Linked DNA regions of Mus musculus: region 2 is linked to region 1. A link is a contact called in public HiCAR-type data. All regions are on one chromosome and are shown on one strand. The core of a region is the stretch at or near the end of the contact, and the rest is flanking DNA. Distances in the headings are between cores, read along the strand shown. Region 1 overlaps Ubash3b (ubiquitin associated and SH3 domain containing, B). Region 2 overlaps 4930546K05Rik (RIKEN cDNA 4930546K05 gene).

Region 1 (7,881 bases), core at 3,355-5,854:
ATCTTCCCTCGAAGCGTGTACCTGTCAGCTCCAAGGTCTATCCCCGCAGAACTCAAAGGACTTCGTACAAATGGTCCGGAAGGTATTTCTGTCTTGCATTTATTGGGCCAGTGGTGCTTTGTGTTTTTATAACTGTTGGGCAATTGGCTAAAAGCTCATTTCCTTGAAGCAGAATTTTCTGCTGAGCCGAGAAGACTCGGTTACTGATCAACTCAGCCAAGATGTGTTCAGTGGAGCTTCGTAGGGTATTTGATTAGAACTGTATAAAAAGAAGGTTTTTTATGGAGGAAGCTGAAAACTGTAAGGGATGAGGGAACAACACAGGCAAGCAGGATTACAGCTGAGATCTTAGCCTGAAGAGAGGGCCCAGTAGGCAGACCAGGGAAGCAGCAAGTGAGAACAAACAGGCTGAAAGATAAAGTCAGGACCAAGGCAAGACCGAAGCCCTAGGAAGCTGGCCTATCTGGAGTCTTCTTTTTGCCTGTATTTTCCATCAGCCACATCTCACACACACCTCTTCAGGTGAGGCAGCTGTCTTCTTTCCCTTCAAACAGAAATTCTAGTACAAATTCAATAATCACAGTGTTCTTATTTTTAAAAGAGGTTCACTTAGGCAAGTGTCCATCCCATTAGGCTGTAACCTGGGGGGGTGGGGGGGGTGGGGGGGCGGGGGTGGAGAGAGCGGTTGGTTGTCTTGTTTATGACTGTGGCTCTGGACAGAGAACACAGAAGAAATAAGCTCTGACTTGCCATGACAGCCCATGGTTTCTTCTCTGAATGTCACAGATATGTGCTGTGCCCCCACCAAAAGATAAAACAAGATTTTTTTTTTTGACTGAATAATCAGCTAGGTGTGGTGGCACATGCCTTGAGAAATAGAAGCTGAATGATCAAGATTTCAGGGCCATCCTTAGCTACATAATGAGTTCAAGGCCAGACTGGATTACGTGAGACCCTACCTCAAAAACCTTGGATATTCCTTCCCATTGCGCACAAATTTAATGTGAGGAGTCATTGGTCTGCTTTTTAAACTCGATATATGCAATTGGAGGTTAACTGGTGGTACAGCTGCCTTCCTCTAGTCTGACCCTAACCCTGAGGTCAGCTGTGCTCTGAAGATACAGTATTATACAGTAAGATATTAGCAGGGCAGGAAGTGGGTATGTTCACATAACTTCTGTTATAGTATATTGTTAAAAAGAAAAGGTTCTATTTTATTTATTATTGGTGTTGGTCTTACTGTGTCTAGTTTATAAATTAAACATTGTCATTGGTGTGTAAATATAGGGAAAAACCATATACAGGGTTTGATATTATCCAAATTTTAGGCATCCATGAGGAATCTAGGCTGGCTCTCCGTGGTTAAGGCAGTACCATGCATACTTCAATCCTCTTCTCCCATGCTATTAGCCAGCAATCTCTAATCATGGGGTAGGGGTGCTCACTGTTGGCCAAATCCTGCTCATCAATTTGAATGCTTAGCCTGACAGGTTCTATCTGTTTGGGGTTGTTTGTTACGTTTTGGAAGGTTTTATATTTCTGCCTGCATGTCCTGGAAACACCTGAGTACCTGTGTCAGTACAGAAGTTAAGGCATTAACTCGAGGTCTTCTGTTTTCCCTCCTCTGATGCGTTTACTTTCAGATCCCATACCTAGGCTTCTGTTCCTGCGAAGAATTGGGAGAAACTGGAATATGGCAACTGACAGACCCGCCCATCCTTCCCCTTACCCATGGCCCCACTGGGGGCTTCAACTGGAGAGAGACCCTCCTGCAAGAATAAGCTGCCTGAGAGCTGGGAAGAACTGGCCTTTTGCAGATGAGTCCTCAGGATGCCCTGTAGCAGTGGGAAAGCCCACGCTGCATTCAAAGCAGACAGCTCAGAATCATTTAGCATATTTCTTTTCATGCTTAGGGGACGGTGAGATTGTGAGAGAAAGTCGTGATTCAGAGGGGAAATTAAAAAAAAAAAAAAAACAATCCATCTCTCTGGACTTGCCTAGCTACCAAGGCTTTGGAGAAGTGTCTTCCTAGGCTGAGCACCTGATGCAGCAGAAACTACCATCCTCCTTCAGGCTATGCATGGCTAAAGAGCCTCATTCTTCTCCCAGAGAGCTGCTCCCTCCCGGAGAGGCATGCAAGAGGAAGGACTGTGTCTGGAATCCAACTGGGGAGAGGATAGTCTTTTTGTACTCCATTTGCAAGTTAGGGAAAGCCACACTGAGGAGTGCTTTGATGGTTGTTAGGGACCGTAAGAATAGTCCTGTGTCAGACAGCAGATTCTACCCTCAGCAGACTCCATTCACTGCCGCTGTGAGGCACCCACTTGAGGTCTCCCGACATTCACCCTGGTACCACACCACTTGATCTCCAGAGCAATCTGGCCCTTCATGCTTCTATCTGTGAAATGGGGAGAACAGCCCTTTGCACGTTGAGATACTCAGGAGGGATCAAGAGAACGAGTGATGTGTGTTGAATGGGAGGTGGAGCTACTTGCAGAATTTTAACCAAGTTGAAATTACCCCTGTGATGGCCGGATGAACTGTGAAGTCCCCAAGCCTGCCTGAATCAGGACGTGTCTTTCCACCCAGACTCTAGACTGTGTTAAGCAGTTAAGGAGATTGACATTTGAAAGGATGTTATGTTGGATTCACTATTTGGATCAGCAAAAAACAAAAACAGAAAACAAAAACACAAAAAGAAAAAAAAAAACCTCCAGTGCAATACAGATATTTTTAGAAACTATACCGAGGGTCGTGTTGTTGGTCACATACAGGCCATGTCCACTGTAGCAGAATGTCCATAGGTTAGCCCATTTTAGGTTGTCCAGGAAGCCCAGGGACTAACGTGAATGGTGACAGTCACAACTGCACTGCTTCTTTTGCTGCCCTCTTTGCTTTTCTATGGTAATTTAGAACAGACGGGAGGGAGGACCACTTGAAGGAAGCTGGAGAGTCAGAGCCTATCTGTGGGCTCTCACTGCACCTACTTCCTGTACTTAGAGAGAGTGTGTGTATTTAAAAGAAGAATAAATGACAATCAAACCAAAACATCCCATATCCATGTCGATTTAATTGTGTATCCCGATAGCCATCAGGGCCACAGACAGTAGCCCAGTTCGAGATAGTTCGTTGTGTAGCGTGTGTGTGCAAATTGAAACCCTGGCCACTGAGAAGGAACACGGATGTAAAACAAATGTGTCGTTGAAGCATCACATTGTATGTGCCTGTATGTGCATGTATGTCTTAGTCTTAGGTGTTCAGGTAAATGCATCACTTTGATTGGGCTGTATTCCATTGTCCTTAATCCAATATAGACAGCGTCCTGGGCAACTGTCTACAGAGCCAGGGAGGGCACAATCTGAAGTAACTTTCTGAAGAACTTAAGTGGATAACAGAAAAGTTTAATTCTCCAAATTGCTTATCGAAATGGCTGCGTGATCTGAATCCAGTTAACATCTTGTTGGACACTGGTCTATAAAAAGAATTAAAGGTTGGGTCCAGTTGAGCAGTCTTGGGAGTCACACTGAATCTGTGTGTAGAGAGATATCTGGATAGTCAGACTTCATATGCATACAGAATGTCTCTGCTGGCAGTAGACCCTGAGTTGAGGCTAGCTCTGCTGGCAGTAGACCCTGAGTTGAGGCTAGCTCTTTTCAATCTGCAGCTCATGCTAGCTCAGATGGGTTAGGGACAGAGCAGGAAAAAAATAATAATTTTTTCATCACGTGACTCCCCCAACACCCTTTTTTTTTTTTTTTCCTTTTTTCTTTTTGGAAAGCATTGGAAAGCCATCTGAAATATTTCAGGGGAGATGAAATTAGTGGAAGGGTTTAATACGCGATTACAAGTCCAAACAGTGTCCTACTTCACCAAGTGTGAAAATGCTTTAGTATTACTCCCAGGTAGGACTTTGTCCCTGTGATTTCTGGGTGTCTGACTGGAACAATTGGTGCGTGTTAATACACACACTGAGGCTGCCCTTTTCCCAGGCTCTTCTCACTGCTGCTTGGCTGTGAGGGGCCCTTTGGTTCACCCTGGGGTCCCAGTAACATTCAGATGACAGTGTCTCTTTCCCTTTGCATTGAGATTCATGCAGCCTGAATGGCTCATTACGTGGCCATCTGATGGCTGAAAGAGGGTTTTTTTTTTTTACCGTGTGATGAAAGGCTTGGGAGGCTTTTTATTTTAATTATACTTTAACCAAAGAGTTGTTTTAAAGTAACCTTATATTTGAAAGATGATTTTGCAAATAAAGAAATAAAAATAAAAATAGAAGAAGTATGCCTTCTGGAGCCCTGTGGGCTTGGTAAATCGCTGATGATTGCTTCCTCGCCAGTTCTGTTTGGAGTCCGTGTAGGTGGGATCCTGCTGTGTGTAGCACTGGCCTGGACATCTCCTTTCCACTCTACATGTTTCCCTGTGAAAATGCACTCTTACTTCAGTTATCTGATGTCATGGGGAACACAGTGGCAACAGGAAGAGAAGGTCCTAGCTCACTGCCTTTGTAGAAAACTTCGTTTCTGTGCTCCAAGAACAGAATTCCCCTGTTACCTAGGCGCTGGGTTTCATTTCAAAGCAGTGGTGAATTGCTCTTTTGAATCTACTCTCAGTATATGTGTGTGTTAGAATACAGATGAGCCTCCCACTAAGTTTCACAGGCATCGGCACAGTCAACTGTACCAAATCTGCACAAAGTTGGATAATGAGACTCCTGGAGATTTGCATTTAAATTGTCTAATCCGGCACATGCACGTGAGGAGGAGAAAAAGGGGGGTCTAGTCTGATGAGCCTGTGCTGTCGGCGGGCAAGGGACAACCTGACTTAATGTCTACTTAGGAGCTGTTCATGTTACAAAGGTGATGGGGGTGGGGCTGTGTGGTGCTTTTCATCGTTAAACACGTCTAGAATTGGATTGGCTTTTATAACTCTTCATCACTGGTTGCTGGGAGGGTGACTGTAGGCACTGCCTCTCGATGCAGAAGAAATAGCTGGGCTGTTACATACATATAGTATTAGGTTTGCTGTGTGTAGGTTAAAGATTTAGAGTCATTAGTAGTCAGACAATATACAGTCAGTCCTCACAGATATTTGCCTGCTGCTCCCTAGCCACTGTTCCTTGCACAGAAATTTTGCAGCTGTTCAACTATTCATGGAACCCTGTATGTGATACATGTTTTAAACGGAAACAATGTATACTGGTTCTTTGGTTGCCACTAAGATAAAAACAACATCCCAGAGCCTTTGACTCCTGCGTACACCACACTGAACCAGCTGTGTTAGGAAGGCATGTTAGTCTCTTTCTCACGCGTGAGACTTTTGTGTCTCTTTTTTGCTATATGATTTGGGTGTATTTATTTGGGGGAAAAAAAGTTTGTAATTATAAGACTAGAAAACCACACCTAGTTGGTCTGCCAAGTTCCTTGTACACTCCCCATGCTGTTCGTGCTTCCATGGCCGGGAAGCTGATCTTCCGAATAGAGCTATGGCAGCTTTGTGATCAGTTCATATCCACTGACATGATATGGTTCAGAGATGACTTAATAAAAAGAAACTGTGCCCTCAGTTGCCCCAGCACAACTACAGATTTAAGTCCTGAGTGTGGTCTCTTCCTGTTGTGTCTTCGCATGGTACTGTAAAGTGATCAATGTGACTGCGTGGGTGTCCATTAAGGGTATGACTCTTCCAACAGAGAGTCAGAGGGATGCTAGCTGCTGATGGAAAGGCGAGGAAATGCTTGCAGCCCTGTGCATCTTGGGTATTTCTGGTGAGGCATCCCGATTAAGAAGTGAGAGCCCAGTAGTCCTGGGCAAAGTGCACTCTTCAATGCCTTCGGTTCAACCTAGGCAAACCGTGGGCCACCCTATACCTTTCAGTCAATGGATTCTAGGTTCAGAGCTAAGGCTCCTGGGACAAATACAAATTAACAAGAGAAAAGTAGACAAGTTTAAAAGTTGTACAGCATGGAAAACTTCACAAAGAAATCGCCTTACAATCCTCAGTACACAATGAGACCTAAACACATACATGTATATAATTGCTTATTGGTATTTGAGACAGAGACTCACATAGCTAGCCTTGAACTAGTTAAACCACTGAAACTGGCTGTAAATCCCTGATCCCCTGTCTCCGTGCCCCAAAGCTGGGATTGTAGGCACACACCACCACACAGGGCTAAAGCCTAAATGTTTTAATGCTAAATTTGAGGGCAAGTGAATAATGCTAAATTTGAGGGCAAGTGGGTGGTTGTAAAGAAATATGGTAGAGCAACGAATATGATTTTTGTGTAAGGATCTGCCTGGCACTCGTATCACCTGCTCGGTTTCTCCACAGTGTCTCTTTATCATCAGAGACACGAAGGCCTCCTTTTCCCAGTTGTTGGAATAGCATCTCCTATGAGAGGGTTCTCCTCTGCTTAGGAAAGAACAGGGCAGGTATTAGAAGTGACCTTCCCGCTGTCACTTGCAAACTCCTTTGTTTTATAATCCTCAGTTATACCAAAGTGACATATTTGAGGGGGGCAGTTCTGAACCCCATTGGTATCATCATTCCCCACCAATGACCATTTCAAGAAGGTTTGGTGTGTCAGGCATCATCTATCAAGCAAGAATATGAAAGGCATGGGGGGGGGTGGAGAAGGAAGAGGGGGCACAAATGGAGCCCAAGCTACATTCTACACTCACAGGCTCCATTTCTGAACTCTGTGTTAAGCTAATAAGATTTTAAATAAACGCTGATGAAAGCAAATTTGTGCCCTGGACATGAATATAGATTTCCATCCTCACAGCCATCCATGGCCCTGGCAGGATCCGCTTCCTGAGGAAATGTGACAGCCAGTGCTTGGAGTCTGCACAAAAGACCAGGTTATGTTTAGCCTTCTGGCTGGTTCTCAGCTGTTCTCTGCTTCAAAGATCCCTAGACTTATTTTGCCCTTTTGTGTTGTTGCAAAAGGTGGCTACACATCCAGAAAGGAAAAACAACAACAACAACAAAAAAAAATCAGCCAGCGTGCTTTGCATCTGCTTAAGCTGACCTCAGCAAAATGCGCTGCTTCTCCTGTTTGTGTGGGTTGGTTTCGTTGTTTTATTCTTGTGTCAGGACCCTCCCCGCACCGAAAACATCTTCCTCTCGAAGAAAAAGAATATTGCATTTTCAAGAAATACACATGTGGACCCCAGATGACTTGCTTCTGGCTAGGAAAATATGTCCTGGCTTGGTCAGCTTTTGGTTGTCCTTGTGTTCTTTGGGCTGTCCAGGTCAATGAGTCGGCAGGGGAAAGGCCAGGCTGTAGTAAGGATGATGCTTCCAGGGACCAAAGCTGGGTATGGCACTGGCTCAGGCTGGTTGCTGCACACCTTCAACTCACCTCACCTGAGAATGAGCACAGGAATGGTCCTTTTTCCTCCCTTATGTCTTATTCTTTTTAAATTTTTTCCTTCTTTTCTTTTGCCAGCACATTTTAAACAACCAAATTGGAAGCCAGGAGGTGGTGGCTCACGCCTTTAATCCTAACACTTGGAAGGCAGAGGCGGGCAGATCTCTAAATGTTCAAGGCCAGCCTGGTCTACAGAGTGAGTTCCAGGACTTCCAAGGTGACACAGAGAAAATCTGTCCCCTCTACCATCACCACCAAAAAATTAAAAAGGAAAAAAATTTTAAAAATAATCAAATGGGGAAAGGGATATAAAATACACTAATAATATCAAAATGTACCATACGAATACATAGATAACTGCTTTTCTTTTTTTTTTAATTTTTTTAAGACGAAACTTATTTTAGCGGGCTGTCTTGGAACTCACTCTGTAGACCAAGCTGGCCTTGGAACTTACAGAGATCTATCTGCCTGCCTCTGCCTCCCATGTGCTGGGATTAAAGGCATGTACC
Region 2 (7,881 bases), core at 2,559-5,058, 1.2 Mb before region 1:
AACACACACTCCAGCCCTGGGCTGCATTCCCAGACTGGCTTCTATTTTGAATCTTGGCCATCTGTTTCCTCCCAGGACCCTGCTCTCTCATATGGCTTCCTCTACAGGTTAAAACATATAGTTCCCAAATACCAGGCACATGCCAAGTATCTCATGAAATTTTCTGTGGTGTCTCTCTCTCTCTCTCTCTTTTTTAATTGCATTTTTACTTTGTGTGTGTGTGTTTGTGTATGTGTGCATTCATACCACAGTGCTCTTGTAGAAGTCTGAGAACAAAACTCCAGAGCCCATTCTCTTCTTCCACCACATGGGACCTGGGAATTTAACTAGGACTATCATTCTTGGATGCAAGTCCCTTTATTTTCTGAGCTGTCTTATTGGCTATCTTTTGTGTGTGTGTGTGTGTGTGTGTGTGTGTGTGTGCTTCACAAGTACAACTAAGACAAAGACTCCAATCAGAAGACAAATAGAGCAGTCACTGCCATCAAACCATTCATCAATTCCAAACTTGGATTCTGAAAGTGTCTTCCTGCAGATCTCGTTGGATCTAATTTTATATATATATATATATATATATATATATCACCAAGAGAAGGGACATACACTCCATGGCTGCCAGCAGGGAGTGACCACAGGCACTTTCATGCACTCACACAATGGAAAATCATGATGCCCTAAACTAGAATGAGAACAGTTTTTATGCTTTAGTTTGGAAAATGTTTTATTGAAATAATGGTAATTGAAAAAGTAAAATCAAAATATACTGTCAATGACAAAGCATATGTATTTGTTTATATCAAATCTTCTCTTCATTTTTGGAAGACTGATTTAAAATAACATTTGCCTCTGAGATGGACTAACTCACTGGGGAAGAGGAAAGATTTACAGATAGTCTTTTAAGCTGAATTTAATGAATAACCTATTCAAACCATTAGATGGAAAATACAAACTGGGGGCAGTGGCTCACATCTGTGATAGACTGGGGGAGCAGGAGTTATTACCTTGGGCTGCACAAGGCCCTATTTCAGAAAATAAAAGTTAAAAGAAGGAAGACAAAAAGAAAATATTACATTCATGAACAACTCAAGGGTTTAGACAGACTGAGGGAAAACTTGGTAGTCTGAACAAAGCTAAACTCAAACTTATTTTTTATTCGTTTAGTTATCTTTTATTAACAGATTTCTCTCTCTGGTCATAACTCACTCACCCTATTTTTAGGTATGGTCTGAATTGCAAGGACACACATCAGTTGCACAGCTGGAGCAAACAGCTGGGAAGCCTGTCTGGGGAGACATCTGCCTGAGGTGGCTGGTGAGCCAAGAATGAGGAGTGGTCACACTTTGCAGCCCAGGCACCTCCTGAGAATGACAGCCCTCCAGTCAGATCTATCCTGAGAGGAACCTAGTGCCTGCCACAGTCCCTTGCAATGTAAGTTGATGAAGTTGATTTCACAGTCCCTGATCCCTGTAGCCACACTTTGTAACTGTCTTCTCTCCTTTGGCTTGTGGTCCTTCTCTCACCAAGGCATAGACCTGTTTCTCCACCTCTTGACTCTGGGTGGGACTGTGAACTAGATCTAGCCAATCAGATGAATAATGGTGATTCTCCCTCTCTCCCTCTCTCCCTCTCTCCCTCTCTCCCTCTCTCCCTCTCTCCCTCTCTCCCTCTCTCCCTCTCTCCCTCTCTCCCTCTCTCCCTCTCTCCTGCTTTGGGCCGGGGCTGACCCATTAGGGCCTGATGCTCTAGACATTTGACCGAGCCGTTTTACTTGACCTGTCATAAGGTCAGATGTATGAGAGAGACTAGATGTCTATCTATTCCATACCTCAATGCATGCTGTTTTCTGATGCTGTGCTTCATGGATATATCTGAAATGGCATTTTCCCAGTCTGGGTATCAGTCCATCCCTTCTTCCCTGTCCCCTCTTCCTGCCCTGTCTCTAGTGCTGCTACTGATGCCTCTTCTTGTCTGTTGCTATGTTGTTGGTTTTTCCCCTCCTTGTCCCATCCGTCTGTAAGATTTCCACCCCAGGTCTTTGGGAGTCTTCTTTTCTTTATGAAGACTCTGTGTCACGCCTGACTTGTGCTAATAACATTTGTATGCCTTTCTCCTGGGCATCCATTTTATTCAAGTTAATTCTGAGCCCTAGGGGTGGGGAGAGGAAAGCTTGGCTTCCTCTACATGATCCCTTTCAGTCCCTGTGGTAAGCTCCGCGTATTCAAAAACACCCATTTCGTACCACTTCATTAATTTGTAGTCTCTGACCTCAAGGGATGCACAGTCCTGGTTGGGGGTGGGGGTGGAGGCAGACAGAACCTAAGATGTGAGCCAACCATTATCCAGAGGTGAGAGAAGAAACTCAGCTGAGTCTCAATGAGTGGCAAAGCTTACTAGAAATGACCTCTAAGTTGTTTTCAAGGACAAATGAAAGTTTGGGGGTGGGGCCGAGGCAAAGAAATTGGAAGGGGTTTCCAGGCAAAGGGTCTGAGATAAGGGGAGACATAGGTCAACGAGTGATAGACACACAGTGACATTTTCCCTCTTTTCTCTCACTCCCAGCCCTACCTGGCTTCACACCCTCACAGCCTCCTGCTTCTATGGATCCCACGTGCTCTTACATGGTCTGTCAGCAGTCTCTTCTTGTCTGGCTGCTCAGAGTAGCCCCAGCCCTGCATTACACCCCCCCTGCACTTTAACAGGATCCTGCCACAGTGCCTCTGCACCTCAGAGTCTGAGGAGTGCTTCATTATTGCACCAATGTTAGAGGGAAGGCCGGTAACCTTCCCGGCCCTGTGGCCCTTTTAATAGTAAATTTCATGAGCTGTGAATTTGCAAAAAGGCATGTTCTCTGCCCTGACACTTTGAGCTATCTTCTCATACAGCTCTTCTTGACAGCATGTCTTAGGGAGCTAATTAGGCTATGGTGTGGGGCTGGTTCTTTGACTCATTTCTACTGAGCACCTAAGAGCAGAATCTCCCCCCAGCACTCTGTAACCTAGTATAGGGTCGAAGGGTCGAAGGCTTACCATGAACAACCAGCTAAAGGTTTCAAGCCTCACTTTGCTCCTGGCTAAGAAGAAGGATGGGGGAGGGGCATCCCTGAGCTTCAGTGTTCTCATTACAAAATGAGATTGAAGGTCCATTGTTAAGGATTAGAGACCATAGGTGTGCTACATGTGACAGGTGTGCTATGGGGACAAAGCCAGAATTATACAGTAGGCACTACTTAAGAAATGACATAGAACCACCCTGATGGTGCAGAAAAGGGGTGGCATATGTGAAGGGATCAGAGCAGACTGTATTCAGACAGAGCTAGCACTGGAAAAGGCGGCTGAGCACTAAACAGAAAACTGTACACAGAGCTTTGTAGGCAAAGGAAGTTAAATACATAAACAAATTCTCATAGACAAGCTTGCATATGGCATATTTGGGAGACCAAGCACTCATCTGTCCCCCCTACACACACACACACACACACACACACACACACACACACACAAACACACCCCTACACCGCCATCCAGTTTGTGAATTTGGGGGGGAGGGTAGGGTGGGAACATTCTTTTTAAAAAAAAAAACAGAGCTCTCAAAAACATTTTTTTTTTTTTACATTGACTAGGTTGCCTTTGCTGTAAAGATGAAAATGATGGGAAATAAATTTTTCCAGAAGATCTGGTCCATATGCTGCTGCCCGCCATGGCTGGAGTCTCGGATTCAACCATTGTGTTGGCTGCCTGCTGCCCAGACTGAGTGGGGTGAACTCAGGACAGAGCCTTGCTTTGGCATGAATACCTCTGCCTTCTCTTGCTGACACATTCCCTCCACCACTCAAGAATGCACAGAGCCCTTGCCAGGTTGAGAATGCCTGACTGTGACAGCAGCGTTTGCAAAGTAAAGAGCCTATTTATGAAGATAATGGCAGTGCCCAGACCAGGCCCACCGTGGGAGAATCTTGGCTCGTAATTAGCAAGAACAGTGCATTTTAATGAGGATGCCTGGTAGGCAGTCGGCTCCTGCCTGGACTGCCAACAAATCTGGGCCAGAGGGAGTGTTGGCAGTGAGGACAAGGAGCAGGTGAGGGGAACAACATAGAAGAAAATGTGCTCATCTTTCGGAAACTTGAAAGCTTTAGGATGGTTTCATTTCCCCATTACCCTGGCTGTCGTCCCTTGGGCTGTTTCTCTGGAAGCAAACAGCTTGGAGAAGATATATCAGATCTGGTAACTAGCAATCCCAAACATTGCTGGAGTGAACAGCAAAGGCCTAGGGGCCTTGGGGTGGAGGCTCAGAAATGTGGGCATTTTATTTTTCCTGAAAGGCAATTAGGCCATTGCTATGAAGCCTGTGGAGAAACTGGAATCTCAAAGCTTTCTGAAGAGAACAGCTATGGCTTTTGAAGCTGTGAGCCCTGGTGGAGGTGATCATTATTACCAAGGTTAGCTTAAGTCAGAGCCTTTGAGCTTTGTTGCTGGAGGCTGACAGACTACCGCTGAGGGGTATGACCTAAGGAAAATGGGACTTCTCAGCCTCTCTGTTGTTTCAGAGTTCTGGCTCAGGGAGAATGGGCTTCCCATTGAACAGGGTGAATGTTCATGCATAGGTGATTATAGCAATTCCAAGATAGGTGAAGGGACTGTGATATGCCGAATCCTGGGTACCACGAGCGTCTTAGTCAGTGTTCTATTACTGTAAAGAGACACCATGACCATGGCAGCTCTTACAAAAGAAAGCATTTAATGAAGGCTGGCTAACAGTTTCAGAAGTTTAGTCCATTGTTGTCACGATGGGGAGCATGGAGGCATGCAGGTAGACATGGTGCTGCAGATGCAGTTGAAAATTTTACTTCTGGACCCACAGGAAACAGGAAGAGAGAGATGGAAAACAGGAAGAGAGAGACAGGAAACAGGAAGAGAGACACACACTAGGCCTTGCTTGAGTTTTGAAACCTCAAAAGCCAACCCTAGAAACATACTTCCTCCAACAAGGCCACACCTCCTAAACCTTCTCAAGTAGTGCCACTTCCTGATGACTAAGCGTTCAAATACATGAGCCTGTAGGAGCCATTCTTATTCAAACCACCACAGCAAGAATTCTCAGGTCAGACGGATGAAGGCTATCTTGTTATATCTGATATATAAGGGACAATCATAGAAGCCCTTAACGAAAAACGAAAGGGATACTTATAATTACAGGTATCGAGTTGGGTGGTGAACTCAATTCAGATAGACCACGGCAGTGGGTTCAGTTCAATGTTTGCAGGCAATTTGAAAAAGCAGAGGTGATCTTTAGAAGTATTAATAAAAACCACTATCAAAGTAAATTAATGAAATGTGTCAGATGCTGAAGAATGACTCAGGTGTTAAAAGCACTGGCTGCACCTTCAGAGGACCTGGGTTCAAGTCTCAGCACTCACATGGTGACTCACAACAATCTATAGCTCTGGGAAATCATCTCACATTGTCTTCTGGCCTCTGTGGGCCCGAGGCATGGACATGGTACACAGACACATATTCAGGCAGAACATCTATACATATTTAATAATTAATAGCAGCAATAATAATTTTAAAACATAGGGAATGCTAGTTATCTCCTCATGTCTATTGTGTTCAGTTTTTCATAGCAGCAGAATAACAAAAGCAATAACAAATCAGAATAAATGCATTTGTTACCTGCTGCTGCTGTGACAAACCACACAAAGTTAGTGTCTTAAATCAACACAATTTACTGCTTTATACTTTGAGAAGCTGGAAATAAACAAGGGTCTTCTGGAGGCTAGAGGAGACCCTCTGTGTTCTTGCTTTGTCTAGAGGCCACCTTCCTCTTTGGCTACTACCCTCTCCCCCATCTTCAAAACCAGTAACAAAGCATCTTCAGCCATTCTCTCACCTCTCTCCTTTATCCCTTTCTGAAGGACCCTCACACATGCATTGCCCCCCCCCCCCAGATAAAGCAGGGTAAATCCCTTCTCTTGAAATACCTAATTTAACCTCATCTGGAAAGTATCTTTGTCATGACCTTCAGGGACAAGATAATGAACATCTTTGTGGAGTCCTACTATGTCCACCATAAAAAAAAAAAAAAAGAATTTTTCAGCCTCACTTGCAGCTAGACTTGACATATGTGACTAAGCTCTGGAGGTGGATGTGAGCTCTGAAAGCTGTCAGGATAAAAATAAAACCACGGTGTCTATCCTGAAAGGAAGAATGGAAGAAGAAAGAAATAGTCCCAAAGATTAGACAGAGGTACAAACTTGCACCTGCAACCTCTACACTCTGCAGGGACACCTGCTCATTGGTTGATTGCACTGTGGAGCCAAGAACCATGTTTGTTGAAAGCATCATAGGTAGGTAGTTGTCTTAGTTTGGGCTTTATTGCTGTGAAGAGACACCATGAGCAAGGCAACTTTCATAGGGGAGAACCTTTAATTGGGCTGGCTTACAGCTTCAGAGGTTCAGTCCATTATCATTATGGCAGAAAGCATGGCAGTGTCCAGGCAGACATGGTGCTGGAGAAGGAGCTGAGTGTTCTACATCTTGATGCAAAGGCAGCCAGAAGGAAACTCTCTTCTACAGACAGCCAGGAGGAACCTCTCTTTCCATACTGGATAGAACTTGAGCATAGAGATCTCAAAGACCCCTCACTCACACAGTGACACACTTACTACGCAAAAGCCACTCCAATAACGCCACACCTCCTAATAGTGCCACTTCCATTGAGTCAACCACATTCAAACTACTGTAAAGCTTACCGGGGACCCCCTGAATTAACCATGCAGAATCGATGCAAAAAGCAAGAGGAATTTATTGTTCTAGTGCACTGGGGTTATCCCAGGCCCTAAGGAAAGGCTGCCACCCCCAGAGGCCTGTTTGGAGAGTTTTTATTTGTTTTCCAGGGGCGGAATAGAGCATCAGCATATCACAATATGATTTGGTGGAACAGTGCGCCCTTTAAACTGATTGGTCTTTAGGGAATGAGGAAGTAGGGGCTTACTCAGCCTCTCCCTTCTGGTCTCCGTGCTCTCTACCTGTCTCTTCCAGGAGCGGAGGAGTCCAGTGGAATTTTGGAAAATTCCAAAGCTCTGAGCTGACCTCTTTGCTACCACAGCAGTCTAGGGCACTTCTTTCTCCTTCCACAAGTATGCACAGAGCTTGCTAACTCAAGTGGATTCTCACTGTTCTGTGTTTCCAAGCACACCCTTGCCCTGGAGCATCTCGATAATGGCATAACTACTTCCCTTCTTAGTCCTGTTCTTAGAGGAAGCGATTGCTGTCTTGGAGAAGTGGAACCATGAGTCTTTGGAACCTGGCAGCTGAGGCCAATTCTTGGGTGTTGATCAACAACAGAAGTGTGTGCCTTTATAATTCTTGGGCCAATGCCAGCTACAAACTTAGACTTCTCTTAAACTTCTGTTCAAGGAAAGAACCAACTTCCATCTACCTCACTAAAGCTATGTAGGCAGAGTTTTAACTCATCAAAGAGCACATTCTATGCTCAGGAAATAGAATTGACAGAAACTTCCAGACTGAAAACTAACTCTCTCTCTCTCTCTCATTCTCTCTCTCTCTCTCTCTCTCTCTCTCTCTCTCTCTCTCTCTCTCTCTCTCTCTTGTTCATTGGTGTGTATTTTGTTTTCTTGTATGTCTTTGTGAAGGTGTTACATCCCCAGAGTTATAGGTAGTTGTACACTACCATGTAGGAGCTGGGAATTGAACCCAGGTCCTCTAGAAGAACAGCCAGTGCTCTTAACCACTAAGCCATCTATCTCTCCAGCCCATGACAGAAACTCTCAGACAAGAAGTGTCTAACAAAAACTCTTATATCTGTGTGTTTAAAATAAAGAAATAAGGGGTAAAGCCAAGGAAAACTGGGTAACTTTATAAG

The links. HiCAR-type assays count read pairs that join an accessible place to other places.
Region 2: a contact with region 1 is called in a HiCAR-type map of astrocytes, with 3 times the contacts expected there. The contact joins two enhancer-like sites. A contact is called at or near these places in 4 of 39 promoter capture datasets (the 3T3-L1 cell line, liver and maxillary cranial neural crest), 1 of 115 datasets of contacts at active chromatin or transcription factors (astrocytes) and 1 of 9 other capture datasets (macrophages).

The regions. Positions count from the first base shown.
Region 1 is chr9:41,008,799-41,016,679 of GRCm38.p6, reverse strand. It overlaps Ubash3b (ubiquitin associated and SH3 domain containing, B), which reads left to right. Exons shown (of 14, transcript NM_176860.6): 13 at 1-82; 14 at 1,644-3,054. The coding sequence ends at 1,781. Among named protein-coding and RNA genes, the nearest start is that of Crtam, 8.1 kb to the right of the region's middle. Within about 2 kb of position 4,604, at least 34 of the 459 cell types and tissues checked have an H3K27ac peak or open chromatin away from gene starts, as enhancers often do. A contact at or near this core is called in astrocytes, where this site is marked.
Region 2 is chr9:42,179,673-42,187,553 of GRCm38.p6, reverse strand. It overlaps 4930546K05Rik (RIKEN cDNA 4930546K05 gene), which reads left to right. Exons shown (of 7, transcript NR_040754.1): 6 at 1,219-1,428; 7 at 3,620-5,316. Among named protein-coding and RNA genes, the nearest start is that of Gm36390, 8.3 kb to the left of the region's middle. Within about 2 kb of position 3,808, at least 79 of the 459 cell types and tissues checked have an H3K27ac peak or open chromatin away from gene starts, as enhancers often do. A contact at or near this core is called in astrocytes, where this site is marked.